Regions from separate parts of the Mus musculus genome. Here regions 2, 3, 4, 5, 6 and 7 are each linked to region 1. A link is a contact called in public promoter capture Hi-C data. All regions are on one chromosome and are shown on one strand. The core of a region is the stretch at or near the end of the contact, and the rest is flanking DNA. Distances in the headings are between cores, read along the strand shown.

What was found. Promoter capture Hi-C pulls out the DNA fragments that hold promoters and counts their contacts. Capture Hi-C pulls out chosen DNA fragments and counts their contacts.
Region 2: a promoter capture Hi-C map of adipose tissue shows a contact between it and region 1, with 4 times the contacts expected there. The contact joins the promoter of Srsf5 here to the promoter of Rad51b in region 1. A contact is called at or near these places in 6 of 39 promoter capture datasets (cranial neural crest, frontonasal cranial neural crest, hippocampal neurons and 2 more), 3 of 484 Hi-C or Micro-C datasets (B cells, CD4 T cells and CD8 T cells), 4 of 115 datasets of contacts at active chromatin or transcription factors (astrocytes, cardiomyocytes, microglia and 1 more) and 3 of 9 other capture datasets (adipose tissue, liver and pancreatic islet).
Region 3: a contact with region 1 is called in a promoter capture Hi-C map of liver, with 5 times the contacts expected there. The contact joins the promoter of Susd6 here to the promoter of Rad51b in region 1. A contact is called at or near these places in 7 of 39 promoter capture datasets (the 3T3-L1 cell line, cranial neural crest, hippocampal neurons and 3 more), 4 of 115 datasets of contacts at active chromatin or transcription factors (astrocytes, cardiomyocytes, large pre-B cells and 1 more) and 2 of 9 other capture datasets (adipose tissue and liver).
Region 4: a promoter capture Hi-C map of liver shows a contact between it and region 1, with 4 times the contacts expected there. The contact joins the promoter of Ccdc177 here to the promoter of Rad51b in region 1. A contact is called at or near these places in 10 of 39 promoter capture datasets (the C10 cell line, cranial neural crest, embryonic stem cells and 6 more), 5 of 115 datasets of contacts at active chromatin or transcription factors (astrocytes, bone marrow-derived macrophages, cardiomyocytes and 2 more) and 1 of 9 other capture datasets (liver).
Region 5: a promoter capture Hi-C map of pre-B cells shows a contact between it and region 1, with 6 times the contacts expected there. The contact joins the enhancer-like site here to the promoter of Rad51b in region 1. A contact is called at or near these places in 8 of 39 promoter capture datasets (the 3T3-L1 cell line, the C10 cell line, embryonic stem cells and 5 more), 3 of 115 datasets of contacts at active chromatin or transcription factors (astrocytes, embryonic limb bud and large pre-B cells) and 1 of 9 other capture datasets (adipose tissue).
Region 6: a contact with region 1 is called in a promoter capture Hi-C map of the SN4741 cell line, with 3 times the contacts expected there. The contact joins the promoter of Plekhd1os here to the promoter of Rad51b in region 1. A contact is called at or near these places in 7 of 39 promoter capture datasets (the SN4741 cell line, embryonic stem cells, hematopoietic stem and progenitor cells and 3 more), 3 of 115 datasets of contacts at active chromatin or transcription factors (astrocytes, large pre-B cells and pro-B cells) and 2 of 9 other capture datasets (adipose tissue and liver).
Region 7: a promoter capture Hi-C map of pre-B cells shows a contact between it and region 1, with 6 times the contacts expected there. The contact joins the promoter of Erh here to the promoter of Rad51b in region 1. A contact is called at or near these places in 18 of 39 promoter capture datasets (the 3T3-L1 cell line, 3T3-L1-derived adipocytes, the C10 cell line and 12 more), 8 of 484 Hi-C or Micro-C datasets (CD4 T cells, CD8 T cells, double positive thymocytes and 4 more), 19 of 115 datasets of contacts at active chromatin or transcription factors (T-cell acute lymphoblastic leukemia, astrocytes, bone marrow-derived macrophages and 14 more) and 4 of 9 other capture datasets (adipose tissue, liver, macrophages and 1 more).

Annotation. Positions count from the first base shown.
Region 1 is chr12:79,295,840-79,299,071 of GRCm38.p6, forward strand. It overlaps Rad51b (RAD51 paralog B), which reads left to right and starts at 1,443. Exons shown (of 11, transcript NM_009014.3): 1 at 1,443-1,493. It overlaps Zfyve26 (zinc finger, FYVE domain containing 26), which reads right to left and starts at 443. Exons shown (of 42, transcript NM_001008550.1): 1 at 387-443.
Region 2 is chr12:80,944,045-80,947,276 of GRCm38.p6, forward strand. It overlaps Srsf5 (serine and arginine-rich splicing factor 5), which reads left to right and starts at 1,455. Exons shown (of 8, transcript NM_001079694.2): 1 at 1,455-1,628; 2 at 2,532-2,676. The coding sequence starts at 2,551. It overlaps Gm20337 (predicted gene, 20337), which reads right to left and starts at 1,355. Exons shown (of 3, transcript NR_045057.1): 1 at 693-1,355.
Region 3 is chr12:80,788,924-80,792,155 of GRCm38.p6, forward strand. Susd6 (sushi domain containing 6) reads left to right here and starts at 1,609. Exons shown (of 6, transcript NM_178682.4): 1 at 1,609-1,892.
Region 4 is chr12:80,759,167-80,762,398 of GRCm38.p6, forward strand. Ccdc177 (coiled-coil domain containing 177) reads right to left here and starts at 1,549. Exons shown (of 2, transcript NM_001008423.2): 1 at 1,231-1,549; 2 at 1-360. The coding sequence starts at 332.
Region 5 is chr12:80,714,016-80,717,247 of GRCm38.p6, forward strand. It overlaps Plekhd1 (pleckstrin homology domain containing, family D (with coiled-coil domains) member 1), which reads left to right. Exons shown (of 13, transcript NM_001177503.1): 7 at 3,206-3,232. Gm51986 (a long non-coding RNA gene) reads right to left here. Exons shown (of 3, transcript XR_003950208.1): 2 at 2,312-2,430; 3 at 225-599. Among named protein-coding and RNA genes, the nearest start is that of Gm51986, 3.8 kb to the right of the region's middle. Within about 2 kb of position 1,471, at least 11 of the 459 cell types and tissues checked have an H3K27ac peak or open chromatin away from gene starts, as enhancers often do. A contact at or near this core is called in pre-B cells, where this site is marked.
Region 6 is chr12:80,692,171-80,695,402 of GRCm38.p6, forward strand. Plekhd1os (pleckstrin homology domain containing, family D (with coiled-coil domains) member 1, opposite strand) reads right to left here and starts at 1,782. Exons shown (of 3, transcript NR_037995.1): 1 at 1,775-1,782; 2 at 1-290. Plekhd1 (pleckstrin homology domain containing, family D (with coiled-coil domains) member 1) reads left to right here and starts at 431. Exons shown (of 13, transcript NM_001177503.1): 1 at 431-857. The coding sequence starts at 709.
Region 7 is chr12:80,642,631-80,645,862 of GRCm38.p6, forward strand. Erh (ERH mRNA splicing and mitosis factor) reads right to left here and starts at 1,481. Exons shown (of 4, transcript NM_007951.4): 1 at 1,134-1,481. The coding sequence starts at 1,136. It overlaps Slc39a9 (solute carrier family 39 (zinc transporter), member 9), which reads left to right and starts at 1,585. Exons shown (of 7, transcript NM_026244.2): 1 at 1,585-2,346. The coding sequence starts at 2,251.

The DNA of each region.
Region 1 (3,232 bases), core at 193-2,692:
TTTCTAATGACTGTTTTGGGTTTAATTTGACCTGTTACTATCTCTTTTTGAGAGCCGTCTCTTTCTCTAAGGGGTGTACCTCATCTTCTACCGCAGACCTCACATATAACAATCTTAATATTTTTGCTAGCCTGGGGTGCAGACACATACATTTACTTCCGCATTCCCTCCTGAACATTTTGTCAGGCTACAAATCTCTAGGTTGGTGGATGCCTTGGTAAGGATGAAAACTCCCTTGGTTAGAGCCTTCTGTTAAGACAGAGGCTAAAGATTAGGGGATCAATCTGGGACTGAACTGTGGAGCCGGGAGGCTGGGGGACAGGGATGCTCCCCCTAGCGGGGTCGTGGACAGCACCCTCGCAATCTTCCCTGCGCCTTACACTCACCTGCTCCGGGAGTCGAATGCATTTTCCCGTCCAGAGCAGCCATGTTTGATCCCGGTCAGGTGACAAGTCCCATTGCGAAGAGTGGTGGAACGGGCGGCGATGACGAAAGAGAGCGCCACTCTTATTGGCTCAGGAGAAGCAAGATGCAAATCAAGTGCCGTGTTTGTTTGAATCACGTGATGCCACCTGATTGCTACGGGGACTCTAAGGAAGAGTTAGATCCGCTAGCTACAGGACTGAGGACTCTCCCTAATTATGATTGCTCCTTCTCGCAACATCCACAGTTATTCATTTCGGGGGAGCTGGGGCCAGGAATATCTGTGTTCCACGCTCCGTACCCGCCACTGTTTTGTTTTGTTTTTGATGTCAACATTTTCTCCGTGCCAACCAGTGATAGATGATAGGTTAGCCACAGGAATTCTGGATCTTCCTGTATCATTATTCTATCTAATTCTATCGTGTGTATATCATATATAATTATATATCCATCGAAAGACTGAGGTCGGTACAAAGGAGTTGCAAACGAAAACAAAGAGTGAGCAAAGGCTTTTCACAAATCATGTAATCAAGTCAGTTCTTAAGTTTATTAGTTTTTCTTAACGCAGCTGTTTTAAATACGAAACCTACTTGACTTCTTTTATTTTTTCAACTAAACTGAGTGGTTCTTTTTCAATGTATTTTAGTTTGAGACGCTTTAGTTAGTATTTCCCGGACATTTTCACCATCTAAATGTGTTGAACAGTGCAAAGGAAACACAAAACTCTCATCCCAAAACGGGAATAGGGCATATTGCCCACCCTTTTTCCAACCCCTCAGCCCCCCAAAAGAACCTTCTCTGGCCCAGGAAATAACTTTAAAATGCGATTCACTGAGGAAAAGAATTTCCAGTCAGGGTTTTCCCTCCTCTACATTCGTCTTGAAAGGTTCCGCTCCTCGATTTAAGCAATCACTACAAAGGAAAAATTTAATTAGATTAACCTTCGAGACTGAACTACAATTCCCAAAATACAGCTGGGCTAACCCGAGATTTTCCTGCTTCTGATTGGATAAGTCGCCAGAGTACCAACCAACCAGAGCCCCAGATGTTGCTGCTCGCACTTTTCGCGGGTAATTGTGTGAGGGTGGGGGAAACTTTGAAAGTTCCACGCTGCTGACCTGGTACTGGAGTTTTCTGAGGGGGCAGTTGTGGGGAGGAAGGTGTGTTCATTATCTTGTGCTCCCTCTTGGAGCCTGTGGCTGTTGATACCGGGGTCGCGGAGAGTCCTGCGTGTTGAGCACGTACTCTGTAACGGGGCTCGTCCCTGGAACCCGGACGGGGTCCTGGAGCTTCCGACTTCCTCTAGGGAGGCGAGTGATGCTTGTAAGGTGCTCTGTTTTATTAGGAAGTTTTGCGTCAGGTTTTCTAACTCTTGATACTTCTTCCTCCGCTCTTGGGCAAATTAGGCATCCGGGCAAGTTTAGGGACTGTCAAACTTGTGGTGTTAAGAGCGCGGAATCTGGAGTCAGATCTCTGGATTCGAATGTTGGCTCGATCCCTTGGCTAGTTCGTGTGTTTATTAAAAACATCCGAAGCATTTAAAACTAGTGTCTGGCGCATAATAATGGCCCAATAAATAAATTAACCCCTCAGCCTCCTCAAAATAGCTGGGTTTTGTTGCTTCACTATTTTTATTGAGCGCCTAACAGAAATTCAGTCTGAGATGCTGTCTCCTCTGTCTCGTACGCGCTTACGCACACATCAGGAAGAAAGAAAAGCATACACTATAATAACGCACAGATCAGATTAAGGAAGAAATAAGTGCAAAGTGTGGAGATAGCACTCGAGAGGAAGTGACTGGTTGGCGAAGGGTTTGTGTGGAGAAATATGTGTTTGAGTAACCTAACCTAACGTTGTGGATAGTCACGTTAGAAGAATCACATGTCTATAATGAGTGCCTACCTTGAGCGTTATGCACCAGCTCTGGAGTAGAAATTAGAATCACCGTTGTTTTACACATGAGGACAACTTTGCTCGAAAGACAAGAGCTAAGTAAGAGATGCCCTTTTCAAGTTGAAAAAAAATATGATTGATCATAAAAGTTTGGAAGTTGTCATATGATGGTCCCATGAAGCATTTTAAGCAATGAAACTAACTTTTAAGGGAACTACTTTTAGTAGGATTGTGACATGCAACCTAATTTTTTTCAGACCAATTCGAGACTTCTCCCTGTCTATCTCAGTAGCACGTGCACATAGCAACTACAATACCTGTCACATAAATGTAGTTACTTGAATATATGTCTCTTCATTCTTCAATTGTAAGTATGCAAAAGGGAGGACATAAGCTTAGCATAGCATGTGCTTAATATTGGTGAAAGAAACAAATGAATAGAGAATGTTATATTTGGAGAGTTTATATTATATTTGGGAGAGTAGGGAAAAAACTTGAAGCCATAAGCAGAATCGAGGGCAAGTAGTGAGAGTGGTACTGTTAAATCAGAGTGATTATTGCTAAGGTCTTTGTAATTTGGGGTTGTAGGTGTTTTTTGTTTTTGTTGTTTGAGGGTCTGAATTTATTCGTTATATGATGTTATTGCCTGGAACTACCTTATCTGAGAAGCAGTAGGCAATAGAGTAGCGTATAAATGTTGGTAAATTTTCTCTTAAGGAAACAAATTATCCTTACAAAATTCCAACTGAAAGAAATAAAGAGAATGTATCTTGGTTTTGTGTGGAGAGAGGGAAGTAGAAGATGGGGGATGAAGAGAGAGAGGAGGGTTATTTATTGGGCTATATATAGTGTTGGTAGTAGGAATCTTAATTCTTGTGTGTAGTTTTGTTCTTTTGTGTATAGTTATTGATTATTA
Region 2 (3,232 bases), core at 205-2,704, 1.6 Mb after region 1:
TGAGGTCAGACCCAGGGTTGCTCTGCTCCTTCTTGAGCTATCAGTTCATCCCTGTGACCCTAGCTGAAATTGTGTGACTCTATTCTAGGTACATCTCAAAATCTAGATGATGCCTTAGGTTACAGATAAAAATATTAAAGAGAAGTAGCCTTTTTCACAACAACAACAGTCTTTATTGTCAATGTTTCTAGACCTCCCAACCTCACTGGGGAAGGCTGGATAGAGTTACCGATGTGGACTGCTGTGTATTACATCCATGCTGGAAGCATAAACTCTATTTCTCAATAACTGTTGATTTCGACTCTTTTTTTTTTTTTTTTTTTTTTTTGGTTCTTTGACTCAGGGTTTTCCTGGCTGTCTTGGACTTTGTAGATAAGGTAGGCCTGGAACTCACAGAGATGATTAAAGGCTGAAGCTACCACCGTCCACCTAACTATTGAGATTGAGACCTGGACAGAAAGGAATGGACAATGGCCAGTTGGATTTAGAAACAACTTGAAATCTTTCCCAGCTAGCTGAGCCAAGATTGGCCCTAGGGATTCAATATATAGGAGCGTTTTTTGTTTTTTTTTTTTTTACCCACAGTACCAATTTCATTATTTCACCACGTGAAATCTCTCCTTTAGTAGAAAACAATTCAGTTCCTTAGGCTGATCAGAACAAAAACCACAACACTGAAAGAATTCACTTACTTGAGCCTCAGAGAACCCTCTCTCTCTCTCTTTTTTCCGAGGCAGGATTTCTCTGTGTAGACCAGGCTGTCCTGGAACTCACTCTGTAGACCAGGCTGGCCTTGAACTCAGAAATCCTCCTGCCTCTGCCTCCCAAGTGCTAGGATTAAAGGCGTGTGCCACCACGCCCGGCTAAGAACCCTCTCTTGAAGGACATTGATAAGTACAATTTGCAGAAGAGGCTAAAGAGAGAAAGAAAGAAAGAAAGAAAGAAAGAAAGAAAGAAAGGAAGGAAGGAAGGAAGGAAGGAAGAAAGAAAGAAAGAAAGAAAGAAAGAAAGAAAGAAAGAAAGAAAGAAAGAAAGAAAGAAAGAAAGAAAGAATTGGACCTGGTGCTCGGGCCAATAATCCTATCACACTGAAGGCGGACCGGCTGGATCGCTGAGCTCAAGGCTAGCCAGGACTGCTTAGCGAGACCGACTATGTAAATGAATTTTTAAAAGAAACAGGTGATTTTTGAAAAGCCTGGGTTTCTTGGTAATCTTCGAGGGACCTAAGAAAAAGTTTAAATACATCTTTTCGTATCCAAAGAAGTGTCCCGGTGTATCCTGCCAACTGAACGAACGTTTCTAGTCCTCCCACCACCCACTGCTCTCGCCAGGGGTCGCGGTAAGGAAGCCCCGCCCTACTAGAACTTCCGGCTCCCAGGAACCGTCTGTCCTCAGCTCCAAGTGGGCGGTCCCCGAGCTTCTGGCACCGCCCCGGAAGTGACGCCAGGACGTCCCTTCCATTTTGTGCAACGTCCGAGCTGCTAAGTGCGTCAGTTGTGGAGAGACTGTAGACGAGTTGGGTTCGTGTGTATGTGTGTTGTGTGTGTGTTTGTGTAGGGAGGCAGACAGCTCCGTCGCAGACTACGGACCTCTCCGGGGTCTCAGCCGCCAAAGACCCTGTCCGGTAGGTGAGTGGCACGCTTTGAGGGCAAGGCTTCTCGGATCGAGGCTTCTTCATGGCCGCTCGGGTCGCAAGTGGCCGGGGCTTCGCTCTTTGCGGAGGACGGCGACTCAGAGAGCGCAGTTGATTTGAGGTGGGCGCTGGGGCACGTCTCCCTGTGGGTGTTGCGTGAGGGGGACACGAGGCGGAAGGGCGGGCGTGGGGAGGGCGTTTGTGTCGGGAAGCAGCGCGCCCCTCCCTGCCGCCCTTAATGGCTCTCATCGAGGCCCGGACGCCGGGGAGCCGGCCTGGCCCAGGGCAGCTTAGGGTTTCCCCCCGTGGGCCGGCGCAGGCGCAGCGCTCTGGGCCCCGGGCTTGCCCGTGTCTCGGGGGCACGCAGCTCGGCTCGCTACGCTCCTCCCCCCCCCACACCCCGCCGCATACTTCGGCCGTCGCCATTTTGTGCTGCGAACGCGCCCCGTCGCCCACTGCGCAGGCTCGGTGGTGGCGTCGCGAGATTCCGGCTTGTGACGCGCGGGGAGGCCGCGACGCGGGCGCGGCCGGCTGCTATTGGACCAGGCCTGGCAGAGGGCGGGCTCGGCTCCGCCCGCATTTCTCGGCCTGGCCTTAACTGCGGCAGATGGGAGGGGAACCCCGGGATCCGGGGACAGCGTGTGCGGCTGCGCAGTCTAGAAAGGTGGCTACTGGCGTTGTGGTGGGCTGCCGTGTGGAACCTGGGAAGGGGGTCTTTTGGAGAGTTAAGTTTTAACTTGGAATTTGAATGTGGTGGTCGTGAACGACTTAAAAGGTACATGGCGACCTTGTTAGTAGAGTTGGTAAACGTGGGGTGTGTTTGACTGCTTGACTGAACATCCCCCACCCCCATGGTGTCAATCGTTGATATTGTCTCGATTCAATTACTGCCTAACAGGAAACACTAGCCGGGCATCATGAGTGGCTGTCGAGTGTTCATTGGGAGACTAAATCCAGCAGCGAGGGAGAAAGATGTGGAAAGATTCTTCAAGGGTTACGGACGGATCCGAGATATTGACTTGAAAAGAGGTTTTGGTTTTGTGGTAAGTACTTGAAACTGAGTTGAATTATCTGTCGAGAAGTTAGGTAACTTTGTGGTGGTGACACATGCCTTTGGTCTCTGGCCCTTGGGAGGCAGGGGCAAGCCAATCCACAGAGAAACCCTGTCTCCAAAAAAAGAAAAAAAAAAAAAACAAAGTGGGTAGAGCTCTTGTGATGAGCATGGACTCTGAGTCCATGTGAATTGTTTTCCCAGAAAGATGTTAGAAGTGGCCAAGAAGCAGTGGCTTCTGTTAAGAAGTTAAAGTAACTGCTGGCTGGAGTTGATTCTCAGTCATCCCTAGCTTAGGGTTATAGTATCTGAGTGTAAGGTATATCTTAACACTTCCATGATTTTTTTTTTAAATTTATTTTTTATTTTTTTGGTTTTTCGAGACAGGGCTTCTCTGTATAGCTCTGGCTGTCCTGGAACTCACTTTGTAGACCAGGCTGGCCTCGAACTCAGGAATCTGTCTGCCTCCCGAGTGCTGGGATTAAATTAAAGGCGTGCGCCACCACGCTCGGCTTCCATGATCTTAATGTGCTGTAGAATGCATGCAC
Region 3 (3,232 bases), core at 359-2,858, 1.5 Mb after region 1:
GAAGAAGAAGAAGAAGAAGAAAGAAGAGGAGGAAGAGGAAGAAGAGGAGGAGGAGGAGGAAGAGGAGAACTGAGAAGAAGAAGAAGAAGAAGAAGAAGAAGAAGAAGAAAAAGAAGAAGAAGAAGAAAGAAGAGGAGGAAGAGGAAGAAGAAGAAGAGGAGGAGGAGGAGGAGAACTGAGAAGAAGAAGAAGAAGAAGAAGAAGAAGAAAGAAGAGGAGGAAGAGGAAGAAGAAGAAGAGGAGGAGGAGGAGGAGAACTGAGAAGAAGAAGAAGAAGAAGAAGAAGAAGAAGAAGAAAGAAGAGGAGGAAGAGGAAGAAGAAGAGGAGGAGGAGGAGAACTGAGAAGAAGAAGAAGAAAGAAGAGGAAGAGGAAGAAGAAGAAGAGGAGGAGGAGGAGAACGAAGAAGAAGAAGAAGAAGAAGAAGAAGAAGAAGAAGAAGAAGAAAAAGAAGAAGAAGAAGAAACAAAAAACTCCAGTAGATCCTAGGTAGGGCACTTGCACAGATAAAAGAAAAGGCTGGGCATGGTGGGGCACACCTTTAATCCCAGCACTTGGGAGGCAGAGGCAGTCGGATCTCTGAGTTCGAGGTCAGCCTGGTCTACAGAGTGAGTTCCAGGACAACCAAGGCTACACAGAGAAACCCTGTCTCGAAATAAATAAATAAATAAATAAATAAATAAATAAATAGAAATAAAAAGAAAGAAAGAAAAAAAAAAGAAAAGGCTAACAGGCCTTCTTAATTTATGAGTCACTGATTTTCAAGGAGTGCTTCAACATTTATTGAGCACCTCTAAGACAGGCCAAGTACCTAGTACCAAGTACCTAGGCACAAAGAGATAGTTCCTACTGTCATATGGCCACCCCTCTGTAGTGAGAGTCACTGTTAAATGGATGCAGCTGACCAGTGCTCAATTTGCTCACCTAAGACGCGCTTGAAAGCAATTCAAGGAGGCTCAGAAGCAGAGCAAAAAGCTAGGGGCCAAGCCTGCAGCTCTAGGTTCCCCAGGCCTCGCTGGAATGTCAGTTTCCTCCATTTAAGATCTGCCAGGTGTTTTTGAGTGCGCAGAAATAGCACTCAGGGACACCCATTAAAAAGATTCCTGAAGCCCACCCCAGCGTTATAGAATCAGAATGGCCTGATCTACATTTCCACCCCCACCTAACCCCCTCGGGACACTTTTGAGATAGTTAAGTTACACACCCTAACCTAGAGTACAGCTTAATAGGGAGATAATAACCTGCTTTGAAGATAGGTCAGGCAAGCGATTCAAGACCTAAATGGGCGACGTGTGTAGAAGAGGCTCTTAAACAACAGTATACTTCCTTGCAAATGACAGTAATTAAAACATCCAAATAATAACCAAACAATAACAGTAAAAGAACCGGAGGGCCCTCTAGGAAGGTGGCTTAACTAGAGTATTACAGCCAGAGCAGTTCGAGTGACTGTCTCTTTAAGGTTCCCTCCCCCCGCCGCCAGGGGCGTGTCAGACAAGGTCAGAGGCGCGTGCGCGTGACTCCTCGGGGCGGTCGCAGCGGCGCGACGCCTGCGCTTGTTGCGTGCGTGCCTGACCCCGCCCAGGCCTCGTCCCTGCCCTGCCCCCTCTGCGGGGCCTCCCCCGCCCGCGTCGTACAGCTGGGCCAGTGACGCTGGCGCAGCCGTCGCCACCGCCGCCGCGTTCCATCCTCAGGAGCCGGCCACCGCTCGCGTCCTCGTCCTCGTCCTCCTCCTTCGTCAGCGCCCGGCCGCGTGAGCCAGACCAGGGCACGCGAGGCGTCGCGGGGGACCCGACAGGGAGTGCAGGCAGGCGGGCGCGCTCAGCGGCGGAGCGGGTTCGGCGACGCGGGAGCTGCTAGCGCCCCCTTTCCCGGAGGTCTCGGCGCCGCTCCCGGGTGAGTTGTCACCGCCGCCCGGGCTGGAGGGGCCGGCTTTGTGTCAGCGGCGCGCGGGGCCGGTTGTCAGGGCACTGGCGGGCAAGCACTTCCTCAGGGACGCGGGCCTTCTGCGCGGCCGCCTGCTACCGCGCCGGCCGGTGTCAGCACTGCGAGCCGCGCGGGAGTAGCCGGGTCGGGCCGCTCCGAGGGCGGCGGCGTGGTTGTGCCGGTGCCCGAGAGCGGAGAGCAGATCGGGCTCGGTGGAGCGCGCTGCAAGGCGGAGGCCCTCCAGTCCAGCGAAGCCGCGGTTCCGCACGGCGGGACCGGCTTGGCCGAGGTGGGTTTCCTGAGGAAACCTTGCAGCCGCTCGCCTGTGCGCGGGAGCGTTCTGGAGCCCCAGCGCCTGGTCGCCTCTTCAGTCGCAAAAACTTTTCTTATTATGTGGGCTGAAACTTGCCGAACCCATTTCCTGTTTTGTTTCGGTTTTACTGTAACTACATATAGACTTTCTTACTTGTGAGACTGATGGTCCCTCCCGGGACAGCCACCATGGTGGAAAAACTTACCTGTAACGGAATTGGGAGGGCAGCAAGGCCGGGGATCCCAAAGAGGCATTAAGTTCATTGGGAACTTTACATTAGTTCAGCAGAGGCCCAATGTTGTTGCCACACACTTCTTTGGTGACAAGGTAGTGTGCTGCCCTTTGTTGCTCTTGTTGGTTGGGGTTCGAAGAGAGGTGCGGGGACATTATCCTTTTCAGTTAAGCCATGGGTATTTAGTCCTTTCTAGATCTGCAAGATCCGCAGTGACTTTCCACTTTTCACTGGTCAATCGGTTTTTGGTGTTAGAATCCCTTTGGTTAATAATAATAATAATAAAATCACACATACACACACACACACACACACACACACACACACACACACACTTTTGTGCTCTGGGAATTCTACACCCAGGCTGTCACCATCTAGTGGAGACTAGTAGAGACATGCCCTTGGCTTTGACTTCTTAGTTTTCTGAGCTTTGCATTTTTCATTAGATGCACATTCAAGTAGAAATGAGAACTGTCTTGAGTTGGGGGTGGGAGTGGATTCCTGTATTTCAATAAAGGAATCACTTCATAAGGTGGTGATACTGTGGAAAACTTGTTGAGGGTTTATTGTGTCCCAAGCTAAATTCATTTAGCGTGTGTGAGTTTGAGTGTGTGAACTTGTGCTGGTGTGGAGGTCAAAGAACAAACTGCAGGAGCCAGTTTTCTACCTCCCAGCAATTGAACTCTGGTGATCACGTCTGGTGCTTCTCCACTCTGAGCTATCACACTGGCCCAAGTTTCACTTTTGATCTCATGTAATAATATT
Region 4 (3,232 bases), core at 299-2,798, 1.5 Mb after region 1:
GCCCGAGGCAGCAGCTCCACGGGCTTGACCGCGCATCGGGCGCAGGCCTCCAGAGAGCGGGGGCTGGTCAGGACGTAGCGGCTGCCCTCTGCCTCGGGGCAGGCGAAATTGAAGAGATCGAGGTGCAGCAACGGAGACTGCTCCCGACGTCCACCTTCTGCCCCGCAGGGGACTTCAGCCTTACGGGGCGCCGCCGCGGAGGCGGAGGCCGAGGAGGCAGCCGGCTGCTGGGCTCCCTGGGCATCGGGGGGCTCGGACGCTGTGGCCTCATCCCCTTCAGAGCCACCGGGCTCCGCTCCCTCTTTCTCCTCTTCTGGCACCGGGTCCACCATAGCTGAACCTCGTTCTTTGTTGGAGTCCCTGAGATGACAGAGGGGCGGGGGGACATAGAGGATCTGTGAGCTGTTCCTCCCTCCTCAGCCATATTTACCCCTCCCAACTTAATCCGATTTCAGATTAGGCTCAGGGGCCTGATGGAACGTAAATCCTAAAACTGATGCCCCAAAAACTCAGGCTGGGCAGTTGCGGTGGGGGGACGCTGGGCCTTAGACAGCAGCCTCAGTCTCCCTCAGACCTAGAATGCAGGGCCTTTCAGGAGACCACATTGGCGTGAGGCCCACTAGCTGCATCCCCTTCCTGCAAAGATTGAAGTGCAAGGAAGGCTGCAGCCAGCGAGGGAGGCGCTGGAGGATTCCCCGGAGGATTAGCTATTTGTTTGTAGCTTAGGCGGGCTGCTGGGATGCAGCTTTGCAAGAACACAAAAGGGGAAGGGGCCTGTGCATGCCAAAGTGCATTGCTGCGAGGGCCCCAGTTGCCTAGGAAGAAGTTTATGGTTGATTTCTCTCTACCAAAAGGACCCGGAGCGCAGGGCCCCCGGGAGATGGAAGGGCTGAAAAGAGTCTCCAAAGGCTTCTCCGAGTGGAGTGATGGATTCTTTCTCCAGCCTCTCCAGCGGGGCTTGCTGGGAGCTCTCTGCCTTCCTCTTCCTCCAGCCCCCACCCGGTGTTTGCTCAAGATGCACAAGGCACCTGAATCCTCCCAGATGCACCCGATCTCCAAGGCCGAATGTGTAGTTAAAGGTACCATCAACCCCAGTATGGTGGACTCAGACATCAGCCGCTGATGCTCACCAGTTTCCGCACCGCATCTCAGGGGAGTGGGCTCTTAGAGCGCCGTAAACCCTGCCGCTCCATTCTGGGAGCTGCTAGGTCTCCGAGCGGGTTCACTTACCCCAGGTCCGGGCTCCGGCCCCCTTGCCGAGGGCTTTTGTTCGCCTCTCGCTGCTCTCCCCGGCGCCTCTTCAGTCCCTGCGCCGGCGGGGTCGGGTTACTGCCGGCTGCAGCAGCCAGCGTCTCTCCATGGGAGACTACGAACTGGGAGCACACATCCCAGACGCTACCTACCCGGGGGAGGGGGAGTGCGACAAAGTCTCCCTAAAATAACGTAGCTCTGCTCCCTTGCTCACAACTGATTCTTAAAAAAGGAAGCTGGGTTCTTCCCTCGCCTCTGCATCCATCTCCACCTCTACCGCCAAGGTACCGCAGGTCTCTCGCTGCTCCTGGCGCCTCCTGGTGGCCACTTAAGGGTATTCATTTCTTTGCTTAGAGGACGACAAAGCAATTAAAAATACAGTAACTACACATGTATGCATATAAATGAATGCATGCATACATACGTAATACAGAGAGATGTGGACATAGCAGTTATCACCAGAAATCTAGTCTTTGGGCACCTTAGGCGGGTACAATGAAGGAATCAGTATATTTCTCAAAGGGATCTTAAGCAGACCAACAAGTCAGCAAGTAATTGGGTAGAAAGAGGGCACCTGGTCCAAATAGTGATTTTTATTTATTTAAGGAAAGCTAAGATGGGAGAACGAATGAGAACAAAGAATGATGCCACATTATGAAATTGCCATTACCTTGTTTGCTCACCTAAATAACTAAAAACAGTCGACAAAAACACACGGGTTCAGGCGGCAGAACACAAGTGACCAGCGGATGCTGCTTCCGAGTCGCTAGTTTCATACGATGAGACTGATCCTGATCGATGCCATGTAATGAGTGCTTTTTGATGACACCTCATCCTACCCTTCCATCGTGAGTGGTAGTGGCCAAAGACATCCCAGATTAGAATCCTCCAAGGAATGGGGGGGGGGGGGAGGTGTAGCATTAGAGAGTGTGGTGAACTATGATGCTAAAGAATCCGAAGGGCTGGTTGGTGGTGATGCCCGCCTTTGATCCCAGCACTCAGGAGGCAGAGGCAGGTGGAGCTCTGTGAGTTCAAGACCAGCCTGAGCTACAGAGTTCCAGGACAGCCAGGGCTACACAGAGAAACTAAACAAGCAAACAAAGGAAACCATGAGGGGAAAGTAAAGTTTTTGTTTTGTTTTGTTTTGTTTTGTTTTGTTTTGTTTTGGAAAGGGAAGGTTTTGAACAAGGAAATAATGCCGCAGATAGACTTTTTAGGAACATAACTCTAGCAACAACAGGGCAAGGCCCAAGAGACTAAGGAAGCAGTTGGGGAGGCACTGCAGGTACCCAGCACAGGGAATGTTGGAACCAGAAAGGGAGCGGTGGTAGGAAAGGAGGAAGGTGGGGGTTTGTAAATACAGTGGAAGGAACCACACTCAAAGCTTGGCTCTAGTGTGTGAAGTGAGGGATCAAGGATGGCTGCCTGGAGCAGTGGGATGCTGAGACAGACAGACAGACAGACAGACAGACAGACAGACACGGAAAGCGTGGATCCAGGAGGGAAGATTAGCTGGTATGGAATGCCAGTTATGGGCAGTTGCCCCTCTCCGTCATTAGAGTAGGACCATCCAACAGGTGGCTGGTTAAGTCATACTAGAGGTCTGGACTGGAACTAGATCGAGGATGTCACCATCTATGTAAGGTCCCTGTGATGGCTAGTTTTCTGTCCACTTGACACATGCTAGAGTCATTTAAGAAGAGGTGACCTCAACTGAGAAAATGCACCCCCAGACTACTCTGAAGGCAAGACTTGCATTTTCTTAATTAGCGATTGATGAGGGGGTGCCTGCCCATTGTGGGTGGTTTCACCTCTGGTGATTCTGGAGTGTGTAAGAAAGCAGGCTGAGTAAGCGTTCAGGAGCAAGCCAGTAAGCAGCAGCCTCTCGTCTTCTTACCTTGAGTTCCTGCCCTGACTTCCGCTTTCTCTCTCTCTCTTTCTTCCTTTCTTTCTTTCTTCCTTTCTTTCTTTCAAGATTTAT
Region 5 (3,232 bases), core at 221-2,720, 1.4 Mb after region 1:
GAACAGCTCCAGATCCTCCATGCAGAGCCCAGCAGGTGCTTGGAACATACTATGCACTTGGTAAATAGATGTAGCGTGAATGAATAGAACTATAAGAAAAAAAAAAACCTCTCACCGGGCCATTTCCTGGAATTGCATTGAGCCTGTAAATGGCTTGCAAAGAATCCTCTCTGTGCTAAGTCTTCCCCTCTCTGCTGCATTCCTTTTATGAGTATAATTAGTTTTATTGAGGACAAGAAATCATGACCTGTGAAGCATGGCAAGCAAGTTGTGTTTAGCTTAGAGGACAAGAAACTTGGGAAGAGACTTTTTTTTTTTTTAATTTCACTTAAATACTTGAAGGGAAAGAAATTAGCCTTGTTTGATGGCCCAGGGAGAAGTTGGATTTGGTGAGGGAAGTTGGCAGGGAGGCAGATTTGGCCTGAAATAGAACTGGTGGGCCACATGGGTTGCTTGCTTCTCCAAGAACACGAAGAATAGCCTGGAATGTCCAGGTGCTGCCCGCTGGCCTTGGCCCCGCCAGTCTTCTGCTTGCCTCGGCGCCACCTGCTAGCTCTTATTATGTGGTCTGGGATCCACAGGTCTCAGAGACTTAGACCCTGGAAGAAAGCGTGATAAAGATCAGGAGTGAAGAGAGGGATCCCTCAGAGGTGACCTGAGGCACCGGGATAGGAGCAGAGACTTATTGCATGAATGGTCAGATCTGTGTGTGAAGAGTCCCACAAAATCTCTCCATCACTCGCCAATGCTCCTGTGTCTGTGTCTCTCAGAGACTGAGACCCAGAGCTGGTGCTGGGGTGGGTGTGGAGGGGGCGGGGTGCTTTTTGTTGGTTTTTCAAAGCGGAAACAGACTTTCTGACTTTTCTACCCTGAGAGTCACTTAAGCTGAGCTTGGTCACCTGCTCGCAGAAAACCATTAGGGGATTTAAGCATCCGGTGGAGACTGAACTTCCTTTAGAGTTGCTTTGGCCCTGGAGGGCTCTGGTTCGTCACACCCAGTCTCCTGGCCCCTTTGAGGCAGCAGCAAATGCTTCCTTGGGCACAGCTACTCATTGACACAAGTAGAAACATCTTATCACATATGTTTAGGACCACCGAGTGGAGAAGATGTCAAATGGCTGGGCTCTTTTTAATTGACCTGCTGTGTTCAAGGTTACTTCCCCCTCCCCACCCCCAGACAGGGTTTCTCTGTGTAGCCCTGGCTGTCCTGGAACTCACTCTGTAGACCAGGCTGGCCTCAAACTCAGAAATCCACCTGCCTCTGCCTCCCAAGTGATGGGATTAAAGGCGTGTGCCACCACGCCCGGGGGTTACTTTCTCTTTTGGGTTTTTGGAGGCACAGCCTAGCATCTACTGGTGCTTGAGTTGCAGGGAGGGAAGGCCTGAGTTTCAGACACTGACTGACAGTTCAACCAAAGCTATTCCAGTGTGGTTATTCCAGGGCAAGGGAAGTGAGCGGGGAGCGGCTGGGCTGCGAGCTGCAGTGCTGGGGAGCTTTGCAGGGAGGTGAAGCAGGGCTGTGGGTGGAGTCCTCCGAGGAGTCCTGGGTGAGCATGGGACCTGTGAAAGCCATCCTGGGGCTCGGGTCCTTGTGGCTAGTAAGCTTTATGGGCCTTTCAACAGCTCTTACTGACAAACTGATAGCAGACAAACACTGCCAGAGGAGATCCTCTCAAGTTTGTTGACTCTGGGGCCAGAGAGGCTGTCAGCACCATGCGTATTAAAGCAGAGCTTCATATTCCTGTTTTTGTTGTTGTTGTTGTTCTTCTTCAGTTGTAAAGAGGGGTGTGTGTGCAAGAATACAAATTTGATCTTATTTATATTCTGTCTATATAAGACACATCAAATATAGATGATATAGGCTAGGTCATGGCTTTTGCAGTAACCCAAAGCCCCCACATGCCCATGGCTTTTAACAGCACAAATGTGTTTTCCCACACTGCTCTTCGGCTGGCTGGAGCTCTGGCTCATGTGTCCTCATTCCTGGAGACCCAGGGACCCATACCTATGCCAGGGATAAGGGACCAGAGCCCGTCACACATTGTCTTTTCAAAAGATATCTGCTCATTTTCTATCAGCTTCAGCCACTGTCATGAGCTCAGCCTCCTATATTTAGTGTACTGTAGCCGCGCATGTGCTCAGGCGCATCAGAACTCCAGGGAGCAGCAGAGGCTCTGAGCACCTTTAACAAACAGAAGCAGTTTGTGCCGTTACTGATCTAATCTTCACTGATTAGATGAGAAGTAACTTTTTTGGGTAGGAAACCTAGGAGTGGGAATTGAAACCAGACTCTTCTCTCTATAATTTATACCTCTTTGTATCTCTTCAAAGCCAGCGGCAACCACTGTCCATAGGCAGGGCCACTCCCCGTGCAAGGACTCCATTATGCTTGAGAACAAAGCCCCCAGGTGATTAGGGAGTCACCAGGAACTGGAAAGTGAAAAGCAGACGCAAAAACAATGTTACCACAACATAAAATGCACAGAAACAAAGTAGTTGACATAAAAACACTGAGCCAAACTTCAGGAAGCTGATCCCTAATCCCACTTCTACTGACCCAGGGAAAATAGGACCCCTAGCCCAGAGGCTCCAACCTGCTGTGGGGGAACATGCAGGTGGCCTGGCTTCCCTAAAGGGACTGGTTTGGCCCCTTGGGACCTGTCCTGGGCCACGTGACATTTCCACTCCCACTGAGGAGAGGGAAGCTGTAGACCTGACTCGCATCAGCCTTGAGATAAAGAATACCTTAACTCTGACTCTTGGGTTGGAAATAGCTTGTCTTAGACAGTTTACCTGATGCCACTCAGTGTCCTGGAAATATAGACTCCACGTTTTTGTTATCAGCATCTGTCTGCCTGTCTGTGTTCCATTCTTGAGGCATAACCACCTCACCTTTAGGTGTTAGTCCCTAGAGTTGCCCAGAAGAACAACATCCAGAATTGGTCATCCCTGCCAGAGGACCCTTATTGGGATCGTGTCTAACCCTGTTCTCCCTCTGGCTAATGGTTTTCATGGGCCAGGTCCATCACATTCTTGGGCTAGTTGAGGCCACATGCCACCGAGTGGAGCCTGGACTCTTCAGTTCTCATAGTTTGGCTTTATGCCCCAGACTGAGCCAAATCCAGACTGAGGATGCCCTGGACTAGTGAAGGGAGCCTAGGGCTCTGTGCCTGCTGTGACTTTCCTCTTTTCCCTTTCTCTTCAGGAGCTTGAGCGCCTGAACCAAGTGCTG
Region 6 (3,232 bases), core at 532-3,031, 1.4 Mb after region 1:
GCTGACCACCAGCCTACCCCCTAAGAGGTAGGAGAGTCTCCGCTTTACAGGTGAGAAAAACACGATCCAACGGCTAGTCGAGACGTTTAAAGCCGGAGTTTGGAATGGCAAGCGCAGTTCCCTAACACCACTCCCACGCCCAGAGGCGAGCAGGTGGCAGCGGAGTGACTCCTGCTCATCACTGACCATACCTGGCCAGCGTTTTGATGAAGGCAGGACGGACCACAAGGAACTGGGGGAGCGTTGGGCGCCTGAGTGGGGGTGGGGAGGTGTAGTGGCCAAATCCCGGGCTGAGTGACCGACCAGGACCCTGCAGACTCACTGAGCTAGTTCCTGCAGTAGGCGCCAACCCTGATTGGCGCTCGCTGCCGGCCTGAGCCGCTCACCTGCCACTCCCAGCCAATCCAGGCTACCAGAATTGAGGCTGCAGGCACGGGAGGGGAGGAGGGGGGTGATGCTGCGAGCCTGCGGCGGAGCTGCCCTCCCCGCGGAGTTCCCTCCCGGCCAACAGCGCTCTGGAGCTTCGCCCCAGCCGCTGGCTAAGCTTCCCGCGCCCCTCCGCTCTCCGCTCCGCTCGTCGGGATACGCGCCCCGACGGCGTTCCCAGCTGCCTGCACTCGCCGTGCCCACTGCTTCCCACTGTCCTCCCTGTCCCTTCCAGTCCCACGAAGGGAGTGGGCCCGGCCAGGGCACAGTCTTCGAGATACGATGTTCACATCCAAGTCCAACTCCGTGTCGCCATCGCCGTCCCTGGAGCAGGCGGACGCGGACGCGCTGGACATCAGCACCAAAGTGCAGCTCTACGGGGTTCTGTGGAAACGGCCGTTCGGGAGATCCTCGGCCAAGTGGTCCCGGCGGTGAGTTGTGTCCCCCGCGTCCTGGGAGACCTCCCTTCCCCACCCCTCCCTACCCCGGGAGGGAGCCCCGAGCTTCAGGACCCCTCCCACTCATCTAGTCACCGCCCTGCCTCAGCCTTCCGCTGTGACCTTGACCTGCCCAGCCAGTTTCTCTCTATGCTGTCCCCCACCTGGAAGATGCGACTTTAATTGGTCGCTAGAGCTAGAATGGCCGGTAGATGCCGGGAATTCTCTGTGGAATGAACTAAGTCGCGAGTCCCAAGTGGCGAGGCTGCATGTGGGCTAGAGATTGAGGTTAGGTCGGGCCAGTCTGCAGAAGGAGAAATCCCATCCCAACCAGATTCTCCAGAGACCTCCACAGCCAATTCCATCCCTTGGCCGAGGCTTTAAGTGGGCTGGGAAATGGGCGTCTCTCTCCTCTATCCTTTCACGCATCCTCAACCTTACATGGTATTTGAGCAAGCCCGACCACTGCCACTCTGAAGTACTCGGGAGAAAGGAGAATCACAAACCTTCTCTAAGGAGTTGTGTTGGAAACTGTGCCCTGACATCACTGAAGTTAGAGTGGGAGAGAGGATATATTGGTCCTGTCCAAAGGACTGGTTGGGAGGGGGTGTTGGGCAATCCTTGCCCTATTATCAGCACGAGGCTCTCTGCCCCAACTCCAAAGGAAAGCCCAGATGCCAATAGGGCTTTCTATGGCCATGACAAGTGTTGGGAGAAGGGGCACTCCCAGACCTGGGCTTGCAGGAACCTCACAAAGCTGACTGCATGTGCACTAGGCCATTTTCTACACAGCTTTTATCATTAAGTCAACACAGATTTCCTGCAGTGTCTAGAAGACTCAGACTTCGTCCTGGTCCCTCCCTGGAGGGTATGAACATTCTTGGAAGCACAGCCCCCTCTCCCTCCCACACCTTGAGTCTGAAGGCCTCTGATGTTTTCAGGGCTGCAGATCACGTGTGTGTGGTAGTGGTTAGTTCTGATCAATTTTGATGAATAATTTAATATTCCTGTAAGACCTCAGGACAAATGGAGGTGTGGATGGGATTTCATGTTTTACAGAGCTGGTTTCATACACTTTTATTACTTCTGCCTGATTTCTCTTGGGGACTTAATGGATTACAGACCCCCTTGAGTGCCTCCCAAGTTGAGTTTTCCTCTGATGTTTTAAGTGAAGGCTCTGTGCAGAGTGAAGATTATATGAGAGACTCACAGGGCTGAACTGTCTGATGGCAGCCACTGAGGGCCAAGAACATTCTGTCTCTGCCACTTGTGTGTGTGTGTGTGTGTGTGTGTGTGTGTGTGTGTGTGTGTGTGGTGAGTGCAGAGGTAGGGGAGGGGAGGGGACGGGAGGGGTTATTGTTGACTCCCAGCAGAATATCCTGAGCACTACTGTAGGCAGCCATCTCTCTCCATTGGGTCTGACTATCCCAGGTACTCTTCTGAGTCCTCATTTAATTTAAGACTACCCTGCCAGGCATCTTCACCCGATTGCATCCGGTATGTGGTAGGTGCCAGGCTGAGTGTCCTGGCTCCCTGTATGGGGTTGGGGGCGGGTGAGCCTGGCTCCTGCATAAACAGTTAATTTGAGGCTGATAGCCCAGGGCACTTGGAGTTGGGGCCCCAAGTTTCCAACAGCAGTTCCCACAGCGGCCCAAACCAAACCAGTCAGTCTAAGTCAAAACAGTAACTGCAGGACCAAGTTAGTTCTGTGTCCTCTGAAAGAGGCTGTCACCTCTGTCTCAAGAGCTTCCTGTGCAGACTCTCTCTCCTCTGGGTCTCAGAAAACCTCCTACCTGCCAGCTCTAGGTCTTTGTTCACGGCCCCTCCTCTGGGAGGATCACCTCCCCATCCTCCATTTCCCCTTGAGTCAGTAACAGCCAGTCAGAAAGTCTGGGTACAGAGGAGTGATGCACAGCCAGCCTCCTCTTGCTGCCCAGTAGGGCCTCTGGGCTCCACTTTCCCATTTGTGAAGTGCAGTCTCTGGACCTCAGATAATTAGTGACCACAGGAAGGCTTGGGACAGAGCAGCCAATGCCCTCCACTGCAGAAGCTTGCCATTAGAGAAATCAATGCCCTAGTGGGCAGCTGAGGGGAAGAGGCCTGGAAGGGCTCCATGCTGCATAAATAACCACTGGGCAGGATGGAACTGGCTGCGGCTGGCTGACTTCTTTCAAACTCTCCTCCTCGGGTCTGTCTTAGCCGGAGCTCCCAGTACCCCACCACCTCTACCCTCACCTTTCTCAAACAGCAGTAGGAGGATGCTCTCATTGTTAGCTTACTTTCCTGTGGGCAAAGGGAGGGAAGGGACTCAAGAGTGTTCATTAAGAGTGAGGGTAAATTGGCCAAATTGACCTTTTCTTCTTCTCAGG
Region 7 (3,232 bases), core at 231-2,730, 1.3 Mb after region 1:
ATTTGAAAACTATAAACACACCTGCTCCAAATATTTCCCTTTTGTTTACTTAAAAATAAGAGGGCATAAGTACTGGAGACATGGCTCAGTGGTTAAGCCCACGAGCTGCTCTTCCAAGGGACTGGTTTTCAATTCCCTGCACTCGCACGGTCGCTTACCATCACAGGTAATTCCAATCCTGGGGATCGGACGCCCTCTTCTGTCTGTCGCAGGCACTGCATGCAAGTGGCACACAAGACATGCAGGCAAATCACCACACACCGAAAAGGAAGATCCCCAAAAGCAAAACAACAACCAGAGTGTTGATGGCTCAGTGGTTAAGAGCACGTGCTACTCTTACAGAAGGCATGAGTTTGGTTCCTAGCACCCACATCCTCCGCTCACAACCGCCTGTTCTAACTCCAGACCCAGGGGATCTCATTCCCTCTTCTGGCCTCTGAGGGCTCCTGTACTCACGTGCAAGCACAGACACACAACTTAACAAATAAAACAAAAACCTTCCCTGCCGGATTTTGGGACCAGGACCCTGGAGTCTCTTTTCAGGCTCCACTCCCAGGAGAATATAAGAAAGAACAAGATCGAAGGCTGACAAAATTGGCAAAACAGGGCAACTAAGGATACTGAAAAAGGAAAAATACTTTCTTTTTTGAAGTTCGGGGGTTAGGGGGCAGGCTGAGGCAGCACACTGTAAAGCCAATCCGACCCCCTAAGGCCGACCTACGGAGAACCGTAAGGTGACGGGTGTGTCAGTTTCAGGAAACGTCTAACACGTTCCCCGGCCATTGTTCCTACAGTCGGCTAGTGCATCTGATGAGAAATGAACGGCACCCCACACCTCCCTCTTCCAGGCAGCGATCGGCAGGGAGGGCATCGTCTGCCCACCGCATACCTCGCCCCCCACCATCAGGCGGGAGGCGCGCAGCCGCAGGGAGGAGGATCAGGTCCGGGGCCTACGGGCAGGCCCCGCGGCTCAGCGCCGGGAAGGGGAAGGGTCCACCCGCGAGCCGGGGGGAAGGGGGCGGGGAGCAGCTCCCTCGCTCGCGCTAGAAGGGCAGGGGCGGGAAGGATGGGAAGATGTACCGAGCAGGGGTGGCCCTCTAAGTTGGGGACCCCGGCAACCGCTAAGGACTCACCATCGCGCCAAACGCTCTTGCTGCAGCCGCCGCTAACACCTCTGCTGCCGCACACGAGCTCAGCCGCAACGCCGCCAACAGCCAATCCCGCGAGAGCCGCCGCCGGAAGTCGTCGAAAGCGCGACGCAAAAGGAATCTTTCAGACCATAGAGAGACACACGTTTCTGGTTTCTAGAGTGGATACTGACGCTGTTTCAGCCATCTTGGTTAAGGGCGCCGGGATGGGTAAGAGACTCTTTCTCCGCTTTAGGAAGAAGAGTTCGTTTCGGGATTCTGCCTTCTGTACTCTAATTAACTGACAGGCGGCTAAAGTGATGGGGAATACAACAGCGACACCAGTCGTCTTTTTTTTAAGCCTTTCTAAAAAAATGGCGGCAATATAAGGACCTGGCCGATAGGTCGGTTGTAACCCGGAAGTGCCCTGCTAAAGAGGAGGCTGTGAGACAATCCGGAAGTGGGAGTAATGAAGAGGTGCCACTTGGCGGCCATGGCAGCTGTAGTATTGGCGACTCAGGGTCAGGGCCTGGCTGAGGGAAGTACCATGGGTAGCACCGGGTGTAGGGCAGAGACAGCATCGTGTCGACTTTGCTGTTGAATCCTCCGACCCAAGTGAGAGACTTGCAGGACATCTTGCCCGACTCTAGACTCGGAAGGTAGTTTGCTGGGACTGGTGGGCTGGTCCCTTCCCTGGGGGCGTATCACCTGCGGTGCCACCCCTAGGAACAGGTACAGCGTGCGAAGAAGACACTTGGCTTTACCCCTCTTTCCTACTGCTACCAGGGGCCTTGTCTAGGAGCGGGTCGTCGTGACACTCTCATTCCGACGATTGAGGTCTCTTTCAGCACAATTTCTCCATCTGTGACCGACCGGAATCTCAGTGGCTGGCAACCGAGTACCTAAGATTGCGCGAAGTTTTCTCTGGTGCTAGAGTCAGCAGAAGGAGCTTGCTTCTTAAGAGAGTGGCGTGCTTCGAGAACACCCCGGCTGGTGGCAAGGCTGAAAGAAGTGGGCAAATTCCCGTTTGCTTGGAAGACCACGCGTTTAAACAGCCTAAGCGCCTTTCGAAACTGCTGGAATCTTAAAGCCTGGTGGTAGAGGGTGACTACGGGAGGGCAGAATGGATGACTTTCTCTCCATTAGTCTGCTGTCTGTGGCAATGTTGGTGGGATGTTACGTGGCCGGAATCATTCCTTTGGCTGTTAATTTCTCAGAGGTAAGACGTTCTCCATTGTCTGCCAAGCGTTAGGATGATGCTAGACCTAGCTATATTTGCAAAGAAGCTGTTTCTCAGCTCTAAGGTCTCATTAAGGAAAAGATGTAACATTTCACAGTAGAAACAAAGCTTGTGTTCAACCGTATACATCTTAACCAAGAATGGTAGATAGATGATACACTGGAGAACCTGGAGTGTTCAGAATCCTCTGAAAATTATATACCCCCACGACCACCAAAAGTTGGGGCTCTGCATTTTTCAAGAGACAGGAACCACAGTTACATTTCTGATGATTCCTGGAGGTTTCAAGAAATCAAGATATCAGATAAAACCAAATGGAGACTTACTATTTCACTGAGGTGAAATCAGTATAACAATTTCTGAGAAAAATCATGAATGTTTTTGGAGAAAAGCTTAGGATGTCAGCACTACAATCAGTGTGAGAGAAAAAAGCTACAGTAGGTTGTTATTATCATTTCCTTTCAAAGAAGCCAAGGGCTGGAATGGATATTCTGAGATTATTTTCAAATCTCTTTGTTTAGAGATAAACTTTTTGCACGCCTTTAATCCCAGCTCTGGGGAGGCAGAGGCGATAGATCTCTTGAGTTTGAGGCCAAACCTAGTCTGCAATGCAGGATGCACTTTGGGTTATTTGTTAGGTTGTCATCCACTAAGCAGAGGTTATGGGGGGGGGAGAGAAAAGATATTCTCGTCTGTTCTTTAGATCATCAGAGTGTCCTAGGTACACAGTGCTCAAAGGTTTAAGGAGAAAAAAACTACTGCATGCAAGAGAATTCCATAGTTTCATCCCCAAGATCAGTAGTAGAGTAAACCCTTGCCTCAGTTGTTCTATTCCTGAAAGGACTAACTTCCCCAGAGGAAAGAT